2 separate regions of the Zea mays genome follow, and region 1 is linked to region 2. Evidence: chromatin contacts called from public Hi-C data. All regions are on one chromosome and are shown on one strand. The core of a region is the stretch at or near the end of the contact, and the rest is flanking DNA. Distances in the headings are between cores, read along the strand shown.

Region 1 (7,276 bases), core at 1,135-3,634, 66 kb before region 2:
TGTGGAAATAAGTTTGAATGCTGTCAGGTTCGCCAGACAAAATGATCTAACTGCTACTTATTATTATAATTCAATGATGGATAATATTGATGAGGTGACCGACAAGAGGATGATAGCTTTAGGAGCAATAGAAAAGGACAAGATCATGGTAGCCAGGGCCTACAACAAGAAGGTCATAACAAAATCATTTCAGGTAGGGGACCTGGTGTGGAAGACCATTCTGCCTCTAAGGAATAAAGACCGGAAGTTCGGGAAATGGTCGCCAAGCTGGGAAGGTCCTTATAAAGTAAAACAGGTGATGTCTGGCAACACCTATTTGCTACAAACATTACAAGGCAAGGATTTGCCTAAGGCTTTGAATGGGCGTTTCCTCAAACAGTACCATCCTAGTATGTGGCAAGATGCCTAAGAGAACCGATGTAATCACATCGAGTTAGTTGCTTTTGGTTTGCTCAGCTCCACCAAAAGGCAGGGGGCATATGTTGAGCACCGTTTTGAGCGGGCGGACGGTCCGGCCCTGAGGCCGGACGGTCCGCGGTCCGGACAGTCCGCGCCTGTGGGCCGGACGGTCCGCGCATGCGTAGAGCAGTTTAGGGTTCCGAGTTTTGTGCTAGGTTTGTTGGCTAGATTTGCAGAATTAGCTCGGAATCCAGTCGTGTAAAGGGTCCAGCCCCCCTCCTCTATAAGAAGAGAGGTCTACGGCCGATTAATCATCATCAATCGAATCAATACAACTTCTATTTCGCATTTTATCCTAGGAGTAGTTCTAGTCTAGTTTAGGTTTAGCCTCTCGATCCCCAAATTCTCCGCCTCTCCTCGACTCTACGTCGATTAGAGGAGTCTAGGTCGGCCTGCCCGAGCCTAGACAACTCCTAGGATCTCTCCTCCCCGACGGGGTCCCTCCCGGGAGCGAGATCCAGGCGCCGCCGGCGATCTTCCGCCGCCCTTGCGCACACGCGGACCGTCCGGCCCTAGGGCGCGGACCGTCCGGCCGTCAGGCAGGAAACCCTAGCCCCTGCGCTAGGCCGCGGACCGTCCGCGCCTGACCAGAGAGCACCGCCGCCGGTTCTTCTTGAGTATTTGGCGTTCCGAAAAAGCGTCAACACATGTAAAAACAATAATAATAGCTACAACGGGCAATTGATCTTGGGAAGCCACGTAGGGGAAAGTTCTTTTGTCCCTTGACTATACATATACATGTGGGTCGGCCTGGTCCGGCACGGCACAGGCCTACAAAAGCACGGCCCACAAAAGCACATATCTAATTATGGGCCGTGCCGTACCAGCACGTGTGCCCAGTCATCGACCCACGATACGACCCACATTAGTTATATGTGTCAGGCCGGCCCAAATAGCCCAAAATACCTTAATGTGCCATACCGGCCCATATACATACAACAGTAATACATAAACAAAAAGTATAGAATATATATATGACCAAAATAAAACTAAGATGTTTTATGGATGCACATTAAAAACCTTTGGTCAGAAAGAAAAAATATTACAACTATCTCAGAAATAATATTCAGTTCTCTGTTCAGTGTTTAATTGAGTACCATACAGCCATACAGAATACATATACAATGATCATCATTCACTATCCACATCTAGTATTGGTTCTCGAAGGCCTATTGAAGCTCTAGATTCTCCAAGTTGTGCTAGTAACGTGGGTTTTGACGGGCCTTAGTTAAATACCGAGTCTATATTTAGTGGGCCTCGATGGGCCTTAGTTAAATGGGTCGTGCCAGACCGCCCCGTGGGCTTGACTTGATGCCCAGGCACGGGCCACATATTGGGCCGTGCCGGCCCAGACCCACAATTAAGTTGAGCCGTGCCAGATTTAGCCCGTGCTAAAAATTATGTGCTTTGAGCCGACCTATTAGGCACAACACAAATATACACCTATACCCTTACAATAACAATACTCACGCAAAAGATAAGAAATAGTCCTCCCAAGTTAAGAGAAGGAAAGGCGGGTCACAGCGCCCTTTCTGATGCCATGGGCTGCTTCGTCCTCGTGTTCGGGCTGGGCCGCACAGTGGCCTAAGAGCGAGACAGGCCTCAGGAAGAAAAGCCCAGACGACACCGGAGCTCCTTTCCTTTCCCATCTGTACTGGGCCACCACTCATTTTCAGGAGCAGGAGCCTTAATAACCATTTTATTACATGCACCTTTTGTGTACTTGGTCTGTCTTTTATTTATTTTTTGTAGTACTAGTGGTAGCAGAAGCAGACGATGTTTAGGATAAACTAATTAGCAGCTTTTGTGTACTGGTACCTTCCACCGATCTTGCTATCTGCTAGCACGATCTGGCACGGATAAGAGACTACGACGTGTCAAGTGGTAGCTAGGGTTGCCTAGCTCCTCAGCACGGCGAGCTGATGAACTGTGCCTCGCCGTGTCGCGCGCGTCTGATCGACTCTCTCTTGTGCAGTACGTGTACTACCAACCCTTCTTATAACTGAGCTTTTACCCTTTCAGCAAACAATCTGGACACAAGATTTTTCTCGCCAAGGAAACCTAGCTAGGCTGCGAAAGGAGAACGCTGTCTGCGTCGTGCTAGACGAACGGGTATCCGGATGAGTGCCCCACGACCGACCCACCACGCCTGTCTCTGTTAGAATCTGGGAGCGCCCCTTGCTGCAGCCTGCAGCATATGGACAGGCGACCAGCCGCTGCCGATTCGATCGATGGGGAGGAAACCGAAATCTGGTGAAAGCAACACACAAAAAGGGCTCCCCTTCCGCTCCCAATCGTCCACAGCTTCCATGCGGCCGGATCCATCGCATCATCGTGGAGTTGCCGGTCGCGACGCAGCGCAACGCAATGCAACGCAAACCCAACCCACTAGGCTGCTGCCTTGCGTGTACGGAACCCGGCCGACCGCCTCGTTTTGTCCTCGTGCCACGTGTCGTGCTCTACTGTTATAATACAACGCTCTCAATAGTCGTGTGTCGTTCATTAAAAAAAACCCTTATATTTCTACAAAATCAATCAGCGGTCTCCATATCAGTTCACATTTGACGCCGCCCATGCCCTTACTCTTCTTTGTATGAGGCCACACATCCTCGACACCTCTCCTTCCTCCCCCACCCCCCCCCCCCCCCCCCCGCTGCCGCCATCTCCTCCCGCCCCTGGCTTCGCCCCGCTCCGCCATGCTTCTCGCTACCCTGCAGCTCGCCGCGCCTTCTTTCCTCACCAACGCCGCGCAGCCCCCCTTGCCTCCTCTCCTCCTGCCCCTGGCTTCGGCCCCCTCCAACACGCTCCTCGCAAACCCTAGCGCCACCCCACAGTCCGTCGCGCTTCCTCTCCTCAACAAGCCACGGAGCCCCCCTCACCTCCTCGCCCTAGCGCGCCTCCTATCCTTCAGCACGTGCGAGCGTGCGGTACCTCGCCAAGGATCCCCGCCTTGTTCCCTGGCTTTCGAACAACCCAATAAAAATTCCTAAACACACTATAGCGTTTGGGGTAAGTTCATGGAGATAGATATTAAACCGCTTCAACACATCAACTACTATCTTATGCAAGGGAAACCAAAGACTACCTTCAAGAAACATCGAAACACAACAACTTCATCCTCCCTCGGAATTGGTACTAACTCATCACCCCCTAACCGCACCCAGTCAATATAGCCGAAGCAGTTAAGTACCTCGATGTGCCCTTCTTTGATTTTGGATTTCCCGAAGTCCATATGGCTGGGCTTTGTGTGACGAATGATCATGTTATCCTCTTCAAAATCCATTTCCAAGCTATCTTCGGATTGGTTCAGCGAGCCAGCATCGGCTTGGGGAGCAATGGCTCCCATTACCGGAACAGAATCTTCAGCCTTGCCTCTGGTGCATCCTTTAGAGGTGTCAAAATGTGAAAAAGCAAGTAATCTCTGAAACTAGCTAAGGCTAAATCGGGAGTAAACAGACAATGTTAGATATTAGCTTCGAAGGCAGAGCGAGCACTAGCAGCAGTAAGCACAAGCAACAAAAGTCGTACCCTATAACGTTGGGCACCACCCCCTTTTATACGTGTGGTCATCTCATCTTATCTGTCTCACTCAATGACCATTGGGCCCCACTGCGTGTTAACTGATTTAATAACGAGCTTCAGGAAGGTGTTTTTCGGACCTTCGGTGCAAGGCCTCCCAATTACAAATTATTGCGATCTAAGCTCGTTATGAAATAACAAACTCATCACACAAGGGGCTACTGTTGGGCGCCTATATTGTCGAAGGTCCTTGGTTTTGTTATGTCACAATTGCCTTAAGGGTACAAGGTTTTGCCGAAGGTCACTTGTATCTCAAAGATTATTTATCTAACATCTGGCTTCGGCGATTAACTAGTGCATTTCAGGAATGTCCTTACAGGAATACGAAGCTAAGCTTCGATAGAGAGCGACGCACAAAAACACTTCGTCTATATGAAAGCGGTAAAGACAGTGGCCGAAGATAGTAGCTTCAATTGTGAGCTTAAAGGAAGAAGTAGCTGAAGGATGAAGGCTGGAACTCGTAAAGTCGAGAACGAAGAAAATTACACCACTGCCCTGATGCCGTTTGTAAATGACTTATGTAAAAATGGATGCGCATTATTGTAAATCCATACTAGGTTGGTTCATCTCCCTAATAAATAGATGAATAGTACCCTGTGAAAGGGAAATAGGGTCAAACCTTTTCCTAAATGATTTTGGTGGTTGAATTGCCCAACACAAATTATTGTACTAACTAGTTTGTTCTAGAATATATATTCCACAGGTGCCAAAGGTTCACAACAAACCAATACAAATATAAAAGAAAGGGTTTAAATCAAAGGAGCAAAGAAAACCGAAGGCTGGCCTGGTATGGCGCACCGGACAGTGTCCGATGCACCAGGGAGAATCCCATCCAATTGCTAAGCTTCGGGTTTCTGAAAATGGCTCTCCGCTATAATTCATCGGACTGTCCGGTGTAGCACCGGACTGTCCGGTGTTCCAAGCGGAGCAACGGCTACAACGCCAACGGTCGGCTGCAAAAATGAACAGTGAATAGTGAACAGTGCGGACTGCGCGCAGAAGTCAGAGCAGGTGTAGATGGCGCAACGGACAGTGAACAGTGACTGTTCGGTGCACCACCAGACTGTCCGGTGGCCCCACTTGTTAGAGCTCCAACGGTCGAACCCCAACGGTTGGGTGACGTGGCTGGCGCGCCGGACAGTGTCCGGTGGCGCACCGGACTGTCCGGTGCGCCCGTCGACAGCAGGGTTCCCCAATGGCCATTTTGGTGGTTGGGGCTATAAATACCCCCAACCACTAACACTTCAAGGCATCCAAGTTTTCAGCCAAAAACATTCAATACAAGAGCTAGTGCATTCAATACAAGACACAAATAGAGTGAATCAAAATCTCTCCAAGTCCCAATTCCACTCAAAGCAATAGTGACTAGAAGAGAGAGTTTTGTCGTGTTCTTTTGAGCTCTTGTGCTTGGATCGCTTTTCTTCTTCCTCTATTTTTGTTCCTAAGATCTTTGTAATCAAAGCAAGAGACACCAATTGTGTGGTGGTCCTTGTGGGGACTTAGTGTCCCAATTGATTGAGAAGAGAAGCTCACTTGGTCTAAGTGACCTTTTGAGAGAGGGAAAGGGTTGAAAGAGACCCGGTCTTTGTGACCACCTCAATGGGGAGTAGGTTTGCAAGAACCGAACCTCGGTAAAACAAATCATCGTGTCATCCGCTCTTATTCTCTTGTGATTTGTTTTCGCCCTCTCTTTCGGACTCGATTATATTTCTAACGCTAACCCCGGCTTGTAGTTGTGCTTTAAGTTTATAAATTTTAGATTTGCCTATTTACCCCCCTCTAGGCAACTTTCAATTGGTATCAGAGCCCGGTACTTCATTAGAGCCTAACCACTCGAAGTGATGTCGAGAGATCACGCCAAGAAGGAGATGGTGACCGGCGAGAAGCCTGCCACAAGCCACGGGAAGGCTCCATCAGGAGAGTCCGGCAACAAGATGAAGGGATCCCCTTCACACAACAAGACTGAAAGGAAATGTGCCCTTGGGCCATTTCTAAGTATTTTGGTGATCATGTGCCAACACAAATGGTTTAAGTATGAAACTATGTCAAATGGTGGAAGAAGTGCAAATCGACACAAAGGTATGATTCTAGACTTAGTACATTGGTTTTTGTGTACTAACATATTTGTCTAAGTGCTAGAATCAGAGAAAATACAAAAGGAAAAAGAGTTGGCTGTGTACAGCCAACTGTTGTTCAGTCTGGGTGCACCGGACTGTCCGGTGGTGCACCGGACAGTGTCTGGTGCGCCAGGCTGGCTCTGGTGAAAAGGCTGCTCTCGGGATTTCATCGGCGGCGTACGGCTAAAAATCACCGGACTGTCCGGTGAGCCAACGGTCGGCCGAGCCAACGGTCGGCTGCGCAATCCGCGCGTGACGCGTGGCCGAGCCAACGGTCAGAAGGGGGCACCGGACTGTCCGGTGTGCACCGGGCAGTATCCAGTGCGCCAACGGCTCCAAATCTTCAACGGACGGCTGCGCCAGAATAAAAAAGCAATCAGCACCGGACAGTGTCCGGTGGTGCACCGGACTGTCCGGTGCACCACCCGACAGAAGGCAAGATTTGCCTTCCTGGATTGCTCTCCAACGGCTCCTAGCTGCCTTGGCGCTATAAAAGGGACCCCTAGGCGCATGGAGGAGTACACCAAGCACACTCTAAGCATTCTTGATCATTCACACTTCATCTTTGCGCACTCTATTGGCATTCTTAGTAATTTGAGCTCCGTTCTAGTGGTGAACCTTGTGTTATTCATTTGAGCTCAAGTCTTGGCCGTGTGTGTGCATATTGCTGTGGATTTGTGTGTGTTGCTTCCCTCCCTTACTCTAGTGCTTTCACTTTGATTCTTATTGTAAGGGCGAGAGACTCCAAGTTGTGGAGATTCCTCGCAAACGGGAAAGAGTAAAGAAAGAAGAACATCGTGGTATTCAAGTTGATCATTGGATCACTTGAGAGGGGTTGAGTGCAACCCTCGTCCGTTGGGACGCCACAACGTGGAGTAGGCAAGTTTTGTACTTGGCCGAACCACGGGATAAATCATCGTGTCTCTTGTGCTTGTTCTCACTGTGTCTATTGTGTTTCACAAGAGCTCGGTCATTAGCCACTTGTTTTAATTGTGCTAACACTTAATCAAGTTTTGTGGCTTTAAGTCTTAAGTTTTTAAAGGATCACCTATTCACCCCCCTCTAGGTGCTCTCAAAGACGCATCGGAGCGGCGAGAAGAAAAAGAAGATGAAGAAGGTAG
Region 2 (6,584 bases), core at 1,999-4,498:
AATTGAATTAAATGGCAAAAGAGCCTCTAGCCGAGTTGGTTAGGTAGTCTAAGTAGCATTCTTTAGGTCTTAGGTTTGACTCCCCAGGAACAAATTTTAGACTGTGGTTAAAAAATATGGGTGGAGCAAAGGTTCGATGGTTTTATTGACTTGTGTGTGAGAAGTTTTTTTTCTTAATACAATACCTGATACTGTCTTACCCGCAATTTTTTTTTACTTGAATCAAACGGTTCGGGTATATATTATATCGTCAGACAATCTCACATGCAACCAGAACAAAATAACAGCAGTAAAATTCACATGACAAAGCTCCAGAAGTTCATATTTCATACTTAACAACCATCCATGTTTCCAAACAGCAGGCGCGTCAAACGAAAAGCAGTCGGAGCAGATCACCGAGGACTCACCAACGCAGTGTGGGCAGAAGAGGCAGCGCAGCGACGACAATGCCTCTGGAGAAGCCACGACCAACCTGCAGGGGCAGCTGGTTGAGATCCTAGACCGGAGCAGTCAGATGGTGGCGGCGCAGCTAGAGGCGCAGAACGTCAACAGCCGGTTGAACAGGGAGCAGAGGAAGGACCAAGTGAGCAGCCTGCTTGGTGTGCTTGGCAAGGTGGCTGATGCCCTCTACAGAATTGCTGATGAGCTGTAGCCGCCGCCACTACGTGTCTTGAGCACAGTAGATAAACGCTGCAAGAATGTACAGATTGATATTGTGGATTTTGGTTCTGAAATTTGGTCACAAACCTGAAATGGGATGCCCTATTTTGTAACCCATGGGATATTGTATTTGTATGCCCCTATGTCCCCAAAACTGTTTATTCTGCTGACACTCGTTTCTACATAGGAAAGGAAGTGCATATCTGATGATAGAAAAAATATAGGGTCAGTTAGGTTTCCTCTAAATTGCTTTCTGCAAGAAGAATAAACTGTAAAGAAAAAAGTTCATATCGTCTGACACAATTAGACTGAAACCAGCTTAGACGACTTACCAGTGAAGTTTCTGAAAATTTCTAATATTGACATACTATGTGGCGCTCAAATCCCAATATAAGAAATTATAGAACAAAGCATATGGGGGAAACGTACTTAAACATAGTTGGTTAGCTCAGATCACAAGATCAAAGCACAAGAGCACACATATATCCTGATTTACATAAGTATTCCGAAACTTAAAAACTTCTTAAACAAACATCAGACTAGGTACCCTGGGGCCCTCAATTTTACTCATCATCATCAGTTCTACTTGACCTGTAACGCCGAGAGTTTGCCTTCGAGTTTGTATGCATCTGTGGCGTTGACGATAAATTACTGTCATCTTCATCCATCTCGCATTGATCAGGTTCATCAGAGGCACCTGCTACCAATCCAATTACAGATGAGTTGGAATCAATAGCTCTGGGACCGTCATCCACTGCCATGGCATCCACTGACTTTTTGCGAGGGATGAATGTGACTGAGCTAGGAATCTCAACAGCAGTCTCAGAATGTATCCTGTTTTGGTCTGATCTCCCTAACAGATCATGCAGGTCAGCAAGAGCCGTCCTGTTCGAGTCATCATTAGACTCTGGTACATCCAGGGTGTAACGGGTGTACTTTGAAGGGTTCCTTACATAGTCAGGGACACCAGGAGACACAGACAAAGTAGGCGTGCTCTCCTTCCCTGTGACTACTTCCATGGATTGAGGAACCATTGGAGAATCTTCATCACGTTCAAACATATCCGACTCGCGATCCTTAACATTAGCATCAAACCGGACACGTTTCCTTGGTTTCAAATCCGCTTGCTCCTCCTTCCTCTTCAGTATAGGTTTTACATTTACTTCCTCCACAGCTTTCTTTGTCTGAATTCCCACATTCAGGAAGTCCTTCGCTTCAGTGGCATAGTGAGAGTCACCATCTTTAGCAGACCCATCGTCTTCTCTGAGTCTTGCAGATGCTGCCCTCATATCTGCCCGAGGATCCTTCTTAAAACGGTACACCCCTTCAATGGAATCATCAAGGAGGTCAGGGACTATACTGTTGATGCTCATGTTTATACCGTCATCCATTATATCGTGCATGTACACGCGGTCAGCAGCCTCCTCTCTACCAAAGGCCTCTCTGTCATACTTGTCCTCCTCTTCCTGCAATAAACAACTCTTCTAAGATAACAGTCCACTAGAAGCAAACCAACAGTGATAGATATGATGGCTCATAGTGACCGACCATGAAGAAACATTCAAGACAAGTCCAGATAAGTTACTTAAGGTGTTTCCAGGTCAAGCATATATCACATTCAAATGACGATATTTCATTAGTCAATTACTATCATCATTAACTACCACAATAAAAAATTAATCATTAACCAAAAGGAAAATAAAAAAACTGCCATAGATAGAGGGCCTAGTGAACCATTAAATGTAATACATTGGTCCTACTCGCAGTCACCAGAACACATCCAAGAAGACAAATGAAACAGAAATGCCACAACATGGAACTATAGCACAGACCACTAAAAAATGTCCAACAAAATGCTCTGATCGTCTCTGCCTATCCTTTATCCAAATCATGCAGAACCATAGTCAGGAGGCAACAAATCCTAGGTCAAGGAATAGGATGAAGGTCGATAATTGATTCGATCCTAATCTTCACAGCTTAATTCCAGCAAACTGCCAAGCATCAATTATGATATCGAAAGAACAGCTTATGGAGTGGTCAAAACAAACCAAATCAATGACCGAAGACAACTTTGCTCACCTCCCGATCCAGAGTGGGGTCGAGGCCGATGTTAACCCTAACCCCCTCGTCCTCGTCCTGCTCCGTCGCCCTCCCTCTCTCCCCATCCTCCTCCTCGTCTTCATCTAGGTCGTCCAGGTCCCCCTCGAACTCCTCCTGCCTGGACCTGCGCCTCCGGCTGCGGAGGCAACCGTTGGAGTCGTAGAACGAGGAGGCGCAGGGCGTGTCCCCGCGGCCGGCCTCACCCGCTGCCTCTTCCTCCGCGTCGCGGGCCTCTGACGGCTTCGCCCAGCGTTGGCGCTCGACGTCGCCCGCGGCCACGGACCAGGAGGCCGTCGGGAAGGAGGAGTCCGGGACGGCGTCGAAGAGGCGGGACCCGAACAGGCGCTTCACCCGCGCCTCGAACGTCTCTTGGCCGCCGCCGCCCTCGGCCGCCATCGACGACACGGCTTTCCGGAAACTTCTCGAAGGTTCGGCTAGGCTCGGTTCCCTCTGTGGGTGCGCGTGTTGGGTTCCAGGTGGGGTCGGAGGGTTTGGGATTGGGAAACAGTGCGGCTGTGCGGGCGAGGAGAGGGCAATAGGAGAAGACGGAGACGGCGATGGGGATTTCACGGATTCGGGAGTCAGCTGTGATCGGTTTCGGTTGTGGGCTTTACTATGGAGTGGGTACTAGAAGAGTGGGTTGGGCTATCTGAGCTGCGCACGCAGTCCGGCCCGTTCGCAGCTAGAAGTGTAAGAAAGAAATAAAGTACACTAGAGGTTTACGACCTCTGAACCTCGGGCCTATTTATTAGTTCACCTTTTTCTAAGAAGCTTTTTTTAAGAATTTGGTTGTAGAGAGAATCTAAGTATTATGGAGATTACTTGCGGAGAAAGATAAATGATTCATAGAGTTTAGGATATAACGGTTTCCTACTATCGCAGTGACTCGATCGATTCTATGTTCACGTTGATTTCGGACGGTTTTGACTAAATTCATAGAAATGAGCTGAAAAGCTAGACGTTTGACAGTCTGCAGTAGCTTCTAGTGGCTAGAACCTGAAAAAAGCTTAAACAAATAAGGCCTTAGAAAACCGGACAAACAGGTCCTCGAACTTTGTCAGCCATTGCAAACCCATTTAAAGTCGGTTTTACAAAACCGGATGCTGACGTGGCATGCCACCTCGAAGTCGCCTGGGGTCCCCAATTTTACATGTTGTGTCACTTAAGTCCTCTAACTTTCATTGGGTTGCTCTAATGTGGCACGACACGTCAACATCCGGTTTATGTGTTACAAAGGTACATCTTTATCTTTATATTTATCTTCCAATATGCTATCTACACGGCTAGAGTTACTCACTCTAGTGTATATGTGGACTAAATCCTATGTATCTCAACATAAAAACATATTAATCCACCTAAGTTAGCACCCATTCACAAAAAAAAACAAGGACCTTTGAATCTCTCCCTTCTTGGTATTGATGATAATTCTATAAACAAATGAGAACTAAGCAATCGCTCTGTAGGTATTGCATGCCTCTTAAGTCTCGTAGAAGGAGGCGAGAAAGTCGGAGATGAGAGAAATCGCTCTGTAGGTAGAACCATGTCGTCTTCTATGAGTCCAGCGGCCTGCTGGGTCCAAGGTATGTACGTATGGGGCATTAGTGCACCTTTAGAAGGAGCAGCTACCATAGATCATCCCTTGCTTGATCTGTCGAAGGATGAAGAACTAGCCAAAGAGGGTCAGACTTGCACGGACCCCCTTGAACTAAGTGAACGAAAGTCACCATGATAAGAATGTAGTTGGGGAGAACCATGAGAGCTGGATCCCATAGAACTCTAGCACCATCTGAAAGGGAAATAGGGTTAACCTTTTCCCACAATTAATTTTGACGGTTGAATGTCCAACACAAATATATGGACTAACTAGTTTGCATTAGAATATATGTTCTAGAGGTGCAAAAAGGTTCAACACAAACCAATAAAATATTCAAGTTATGGATCAAATTCAAAGGAGCAAAAAGAAACCAAAGTGTGCTTTGGTCTGGCGCACCGGACAGTGTCCGGTGCACCAGGCCCGTACAGGGTTGAACCAGCCACTCTCGGGTTTCAGCAGGCGCGCTCCGCTATAATTCACCGGACTGTCCGGTGTGCCAGCGGAACAACGGCTAATTCGCGTAATGGTCGACTGCAAAAGCCGCTAACAATGAACAGTGAAGAACAATGTGCGCAGAGTCAGAACCGCAGAGTTAGAGGCGCACCGGACAGTGAACAGGACCTGTCCAGTGTGACACCGGACTATCCGGTGCCATAAGAAGACAATGGCGCCAACGGTCAACTGCTCCCGAACCCTAACGGTTGGGTGACGTGGGCCGTGGCGGTGCACCGGACAGCCTACAGTGCCTGTCCGGTGGCGCACCAGACTATCTGGTGCGCCCATCGCCAGCAGCCTTCCCCAACGGCCATTTGGTGATAGAGGGCTATAAATACCCCCCAACCACCACAACTCAAGGCATCCAAGTTTTTTAAAGTTCTCATTCAATACAAGAGCTAGTGCATTCACTCCTAGACACAATTCAAAAGATCAAAACCTCTCCAAGTCCCAAATTCATTCCAACCACCTAGTGACTTGAGAGAGTGTGTGTTCGTGTTCATTTGTGCTCTTGTTGCTTGGATCGCTTTCTCCCTTCCTCATTCTTGTTCCAAAGTGACTTGTAATCAAAGCAAGAAACATCTAAGTGACCCGTTTGATTAAGGAGAAAGCTCATTCGGTCTAAGTGACCGTTTGAGAGAGGGAAAGGGTTGAAAGAGACTCGGTCTTTGTGACCACCTCAACAGGGACTAGGTTCTTTGGAACTGAACCTCGGTAAAACAAATCACCATGTTCATTTGCTTATTTCCATTTGATTTGTTTTCTCCTCTCTCCTGGACTTGATTTAAGTTCTAACGCTAACTTCGGCTTGTAGTGTGTGTTTAAAGTTGTAAAAATTTCAGATTACGCCTATTCACCCCCCTCTAGGCGACTTTCAATTGGTATCAGAGCCCGGTGCTTCATTAGAGTCTAACAACTCGAAGTGATGTAGGGAGGTCACGCCAAGAGGGAGATCAAAACTGGCGACAAGCCTGCAAGCCTTAGGAAGGCTTGTCACACCCGGTTTTGAAGGTAAACCGAATGCGAACCATGTACGTGCCAGGATCAGTAATTCACGTGCACAGCGATTACATAAATGACTCATCATAGCACAATGCTTCGAATTACAATAAAGAGTAAGTAATAATATTACAGACTAGAGCCATTTACATAATATAAATCAAAGTACACAAAATCGAAACGTAGCCAATGTAAACAACCCACCACAGGCAGCTGACTGGGGGAGGTCGCTAGCCTAATCCTCGAACTCGTCGAAGTCATGGAACTCCTGGAGATCCGCCTCGACACCGTTCTCCTTCTTCTTTACCTGAGCATAGATTGCACCAAAGGCAACCTGGTGTTTTGTGAAAGCAAGGGTGAGTACACATCAACGTACTCAACAAATGTCCCGTTTGGCTATAGTGGACTAGCTTTATGTGGGGTTAAGGTCAAGCAGTTGCTTTTAGTTGATCAGGTAATTATTACTAGTAGAGAGCCATGTTTTAATATTAACCCAAGTTGTTAACCCAAAAGTACCCTTTCCAAGCGGAAAGAATACCACTTACCATTACCATAAGCATAATCATAACCATCCTCCTCATCATCATCTGTAACAAACCATCTCTGGTCAATGTGTCTCTAATCAATGGAGCTCCCTTGGCCGCTCATAACCACGAGCACGGCTGATATATCAGTTTCATAACACTCTGCAGAGGTTGCACACTTTACCCACAAGTCGTGATTCCCTCTCTAGCCC

What was found. A called contact is a pair of places that touch in the nucleus more often than the background predicts.
Region 1: a contact with region 2 is called in a Hi-C map of ear, with 2.3 times the contacts expected there. The contact joins the enhancer-like site here to the promoter of LOC100382401 in region 2. A contact is called at or near these places in 10 of 25 Hi-C or Micro-C datasets (bundle sheath, ear, endosperm and 3 more).

Annotation. Positions count from the first base shown.
Region 1 is chr10:113,751,494-113,758,769 of Zm-B73-REFERENCE-NAM-5.0, reverse strand. No RefSeq gene overlaps it. Among protein-coding and RNA genes, the nearest start is that of LOC103642716, 36 kb to the right of the region's middle. Within about 2 kb of position 2,384, at least 19 of the 20 cell types and tissues checked have an H3K27ac peak or open chromatin away from gene starts, as enhancers often do. A contact at or near this core is called in bundle sheath, ear, endosperm and 3 more, where this site is marked.
Region 2 is chr10:113,686,874-113,693,457 of Zm-B73-REFERENCE-NAM-5.0, reverse strand. LOC100382401 reads right to left here and starts at 3,248. Exons shown (of 2, transcript NM_001175146.1): 1 at 2,740-3,248; 2 at 1,053-2,126. The coding sequence starts at 3,156. The coding sequence ends at 1,224. It overlaps LOC103641593 (Putative homeodomain-like transcription factor superfamily protein), which reads left to right. Exons shown (of 3, transcript XM_008664933.3): 3 at 363-830. The coding sequence ends at 652.